Linked DNA regions of Sus scrofa: region 2 is linked to region 1. The links are chromatin contacts, called in public Hi-C maps. All regions are on one chromosome and are shown on one strand. Each heading gives the region's core, a stretch centred on a gene start, on an enhancer-like site or on the middle of the called end of the contact. The rest is flanking DNA. Distances are from core to core; before and after follow the strand shown.

Region 1 (2,700 bases), core at 99-2,598:
ACAAGACTTGGACTGGGGTGGTGGGTAGGGTCATGAGAAAAAAAAGAGGAAAGAGGGATGACTTGGAGGTTTTGGCCTGAGCACCTGGGAGGATGATGGGACCATTTAGTCATGGCTGGAGGGGTGGGGGATGACGCTGACCAGAATTCTCCATCTGGACAGGTCAGGTTTGATGTGCCTGTTAAGCATCTTCCCTTTGAAGACTTGATCAACCCCAGGCTGGGTCAGGAGCCCCCTCTGGGCTAGCAGAGCCCCTTGTATGCCTCCATCTGCACTGGATCTCGACTCTACCCTTCATGGTGACAGGTGTGTACTGTACTGTGAGCCTGGAGGGGGGAGGGGGGAAGGCCCTCCCAGTCCCCTCGGAGAACAAAGGGAAGGCAACATGTGACATCAGCACCTGTGTGCACATGCACGATTCTGTAACAAGGTGCCATAACCTGAATCCATGGATCTATAACTGTCCACTCAGAAATTACAGAATGTATGTTACCTTATAAGGGGGACAAAGAGACCAAAGCAGGGAAAAAAATAATCATAATAACGGAGGATATGTAAGACCACGCCCCACTGTGTTGGAGGCTCAGCCTTTGGATATGAACCTGCTAAGCCAGTGCGGGCACGAATATATGCTGTTGCCTGGCAAAAAGGTCTCGGTGTCCTGTCTCCCTGTGCGTAAGTCCTGCAACAAGCCCAATAAACGCAGGGACAGGGTCTGCTTCCTCCACCACTGACCTCCCCTGCCTCGAGGTGGACTTGGCACAGGATGGGTGCTCAGTAAAGTTCTGAGGGATGAGGGAATGATAAATGCCCCCGGAAAACGGGGCCCAGGCCTCAGGGATGCCTCCGGATTGCAGCCTTGTCAGAAGGACCCATGGGATGTAACATCATTCTATCAGGACAGAGTAGGGGCAATGCGGACGTACCCAGCTAGAGTCAGGGGCAGGGAAATGGTCGAAACTCAACCTGAGGGGGGGAGGGAGGGTGCGGGCCAGAGACAGGCCAGGCCGCAGGGTCCGAAGGGGGATGGTGGCCAGAAGGCCTCTGGGATAACAGGCGCTGGGAAAACTGAGGCGAGTGTCATCACTCCCACAGAGACCTTCAACCCTCAGACGACACCGCAACAAAGAGCGGGCGCTCACGGGCGGACCAACTCGAGGCGGGGGAATACTCACCTGAGGAGAACTCGGGGGTGGATCGTCCAAACCGTCTGACACGCGGAACTCCGGCACGGAAGTGGATCCGGAGACTACAACTCCCAAAAGACCTTGGAGGCTGCCTTGCCTACGGCTCCCAGAATCCCATGCAACGGCTCCTGAGGCACTTATGGTTACCAGGTCCTCTTGGCTTACAACTCCCAGCAACCTTTGTGGCCCCATTTTTCACTCTGCCTACCGCTCCCAAAATGCACTGCCGCATGCACCGCCCTCTTTCTTTTCTGCGCCTGCGCAGGGGGCAAAGGCCGTAGCGCATGCGTTATTTTGCTGTGGTAGTGCTCTCTCACCGTGCTGGACGCTTAAAAGGCGAAGTGACTGTGTTAAAATTATATATTTTTGTAGCTAGGCTTTTATAGGGATTATAGAGCATAATGTTTTTACCCTCTGCGATGGGGTTTCGGTGGGAACCGAAGGTTTGGTCGCGTGTGTAAAAAGAGGAGATGGGACATGCGCAGTACAGAGATTCTGAGAGGAGCGGTTCGCCCTGGATGCACGCGTGCCCTGCAGGACTGGTTCATGGTGCGCCTGAGCGTGTCGGCTGGGGAGAGGGAGCAGTGTGTTTGAGAGCCGAGGCCTCTGCGCGTGCGTCAGCCGTCGACACTCCGTCTTCTGAAGAGTGTTCCAAAGACTCAGATTCCTGAAACCCACCAGTCCCCACGCCCAGTGTCATAGAGACTCAGAGTTTCAGAAACTCAGACCCTTGAACTAAAGGAGCCAAGAGACCGGGGACTCGAGAGGCAGCTCTCACCAACCAGCACATCTGTCATATTGAACCTCTTGGATCCAGACATAGGGTCTCTGTTCTTTGTGATCAGCCCCCCCTGCCCTGCCCCCCGCCAGAGATGCAGTCAGCGCTTAACTCTGAATCAGCACCGCGGACAGCACACACCCCTCCTCCCTTTCCAACCCAGGAGCCAGAGCACGTCCTGGGCAGAGGCCCCATCCCTGCTGGGGTAGAGGTGGGGTTGGTCACAAACAGATCACAGAACTTGGTAGCTGGTGGAGGATTCCCAGCACAGTGGTAAAGTGAGAACGTAACACCTGCGAGCCCAAGATTATCTGCAGAACTCACATCCCTTGTGACTGCCTGAGAGCCCTTACTTGGCCTGTACCTCTCTGAGAACTCCCTTTCCAGTCCAGAAGAGCTAGAACTCCACCCATCCCTGGCCTTTGCTGCCCTCATCACAGGCACTTTCGCTATGGCATTGGATTGCCAGGTAACCTGCCTTCCAACCGGATGTTACTTTCCTCAGAGACAAGGGCTGGATCTTTACTAGAAACCTGAAGGCACAGTGTAGACGACTGGTGAATGAATGAAATTTCCTCTCTCACCTCACGGTAAGTGTTGACATTTCTTACCTCTAAAATTAATATAAACTTCCTGGGAAATCCCTGGTGCCTCAGTGGGTTAAGGATCTGGCATTGTCAGATATGGCACAAGTTCCATCCTCAGCCTTGGAATTTCCACATATATTGGGCATAG
Region 2 (2,700 bases), core at 106-2,605, 2.7 Mb after region 1:
GGATGGGTCATCCCATCGCAGACACAGCCTGACAAGTGTCTCCAGAGTGGCCTTCTCTTGAATACGCTATTCTGAGAAGCCAGCAGAAGCTTTTCTTCCGTCAAACCCACGGACCACCTGGCTGATTACTCACCGTCTCGGTTTCTCAAAGGCGGAAGGGCCTTTCGAGATGAAATCATCATCTTTGCGAGGTCGCCAAGCCAACCTCCCAGGTCAGGTCTGGCCCCCTGCCTATTTTCATGGCACCTGTGAGCCAAGCCTGTTCTTTACATGTTCAATGAGTAAGGGGGTGGGGACAGTCAAAAGCAGAGTGTCTTGTGATGCATGGAAATGACTTGCAATTCAAATCTCCGTGTCCGTAAATAAACATAAATCTTTATTGGAGCACAACCACACCCACTCTTTTCTGGATCACCCTTGAGCGGCCAAAAATTAAAAAAAAAAAGCTTTGAACTTGGCCCCCAGAAGCCAGTATATGCAGAGTAACTGAATTACAGGCTCATGGAAAAGGATCGCCCAATGCAACTGCCTCATTTTTTAAAAAAACACTTTTAAAAGTTGAAGTAGAGTCGATGTACGATATTATGTAAAATTCAAGTGTACAATATACTGATTTACTTTTTTTTTTTTTTTTTTTCCTTTGGTCTTTTCTAGGGCTATACCCGCACAATCTGGAAGTTCCCAGGCTAGGGGTCCAATTGGAGCTGTAGCTGCGGGCCTACGCCACACCTCACAGCCACGCTGGATCCTCAACCCACTGAGCAAGGCCAGGGATCGAACCCACAACCTCATGGTTACTAGTCAGATTCGTTAGCCACTGAGTCACGACGGGAACTCCTGATTTACGATTTTTGGAAGTTATACTCCATTTATAGTTACTCTAAAATATTGGTCATATCTCCTGTATTGGAGAGTATCTCATTGAGGCATATTTATTTTATACAAGGTAGTTTGTACAACGGCCTCATTTTATAGATGGGACTTAGAGAAGAACAGCGTCACACAACAAAATAGCAGAAGTGAAATTCCAAAGAAAAAAAAGTAAAGGAATTCCCTGGTGAGCTAGCAGGTCAAGGATCCTGCGTTGTCATTCCTGTGGCTCAGGTCTCTGCTGTGCCTCGAGTTCCATCCCTGTCTGGGAACTTCCATATGAAGGAAGTTGGGGGGGGGGGTTAAAATAACTTTAAGGGGGGTAGTTCCCATTGTGGTGCAGTGGAAACAAATCCAACTAGTAGTCATGAGAATGCAGGTTTGATCCTTGGCCTCACTCAGCGGGTTGGGGATCTGGTGTTGCCAGGAGCTTCGATGTAGATATGGCTTGGATCCCACATTGCTGTGGCTGTGGTGTAGGCCAGCAGCTGTAGCTCTGATTTGACCCCTAGCCTGGGAACCTCCATATGCCTCGGCTGCCGCCCTAAAAAGCAAAACAACAACAAGCAAAGTGAAACTCAAACTCAGGTCCTAAAAGGGATGAGCACTTTAGTTCCTGAATTCCTTTTAATTGACTTAGAGGAAAGAGGATGCTGGAGGGGCCTGTTTCTCTCCCACTAACCCTCAATCCTGCCAGGGGAACAACACTTTGAAATTTCCTTGACTTGGGAAATTGCAAGACTGTGTTGTTAGGGCAACAGGTTTGACCAGGGGCCAATAACTGAAATTCGTGTTAAAGTCCTGACTTCTGCAGTAATGACTTGAGACTTGGAAGGAGGGAGGGTTCTCGTGGGCCAGTCCTCTTGGGGAAAGGCACCGGTGGATGCACACAGCAACAACTACTGGCTAGGGGTCAGCAGACCCGGCTTGAACTTTCTGCATTGCCAGCCACTCTATAGCCAGTTAATCGGAGACTATGAACACCAAGAGGTATAACTACAAAACATGTCTATCTTTTTTTTTTTTTTTGGGGGGCCACGTCCGAAGCATGTGTAAGATCCCAGGCCAGGGATCGAACCCGCGCCACAGCAGCGACCCAAGCCGCTGCAGGGACAACGCCGGGTCCTTTAACCCGCTGTGTCACAAGGGAACTCTGAATCTCAGGACTTTGGCGGTCCGAGATCGTTAGGGGGCAGAGAAAGCAAAAGACTGGTCTTAAACCTAGGATGGAGCAATGGGGCTCCCTAGTAGGTGAAGGACACCCGCGTGGGACTTTCCCCCCATCCTGGGGCCCCTTTCTTCCTCCAAGCTTTACACAGCAGCTCCATGCCTGGACTAATACTCCCCCGACGTGAACTCGGCAGCAATGATCGAGCCCGAACCCGAGACACCATTAAAAGCCCGGGCAAAATCGTCGGTTACAGCCCCAAGGCGGGGCAGAGAGGGAACAGCCAGTCAGAGGGCAGGAGAAAGGCTGGCGCTCAGAAACATAGCCAATCAAAGAGCGAAGGTGCTAGCTCCCGGATTTGACGGCAGGAGGGAGGAGACGCGGAAGCAACGCGAGCTCGCCCGCCAATCAGAGCTGAGGGTGACTTCTCGCGCTGTTTCTACGTAACAAGACGGGAGGGAGCTCAGACCTATTGCTGCCAGCGTTCCTCAGCGAATCGGAACCTTCGTTCCCTGCCAACGCGGGAATTGATTGGTCACTTTTCAGAACTTGCCTGTCAATTTTAGACGCTCCTGCTCTCCTTGCTCGGATAGGAGGGCCTTAAAGGGCCAGATACATGGTAAATGACGAGGGAAGACGCAGATCGCAGAAACTGGGGGACC

The links. A called contact is a pair of places that touch in the nucleus more often than the background predicts.
Region 2: a Hi-C map of liver shows a contact between it and region 1, with 3 times the contacts expected there. The contact joins the promoter of C6H19orf84 here to the promoter of CTU1 in region 1. A contact is called at or near these places in 3 of 47 Hi-C or Micro-C datasets (heart right ventricle, liver and skeletal muscle).

The regions. Positions count from the first base shown.
Region 1 is chr6:55,744,395-55,747,094 of Sscrofa11.1, forward strand. It overlaps CTU1 (cytoplasmic tRNA 2-thiolation protein 1), which reads right to left and starts at 1,349. Exons shown (of 4, transcript XM_021094859.1): 1 at 1,176-1,349. It overlaps LOC110261034 (myeloid cell surface antigen CD33-like), which reads left to right and starts at 1,470. Exons shown (of 6, transcript XM_021094852.1): 1 at 1,470-2,555. The coding sequence starts at 2,531.
Region 2 is chr6:58,474,583-58,477,282 of Sscrofa11.1, forward strand. C6H19orf84 reads left to right here and starts at 1,356. Exons shown (of 4, transcript XM_013995077.2): 1 at 1,356-2,700. It overlaps LOC100513863 (sialic acid-binding Ig-like lectin 10), which reads left to right. Exons shown (of 12, transcript XM_021094936.1): 12 at 2-390.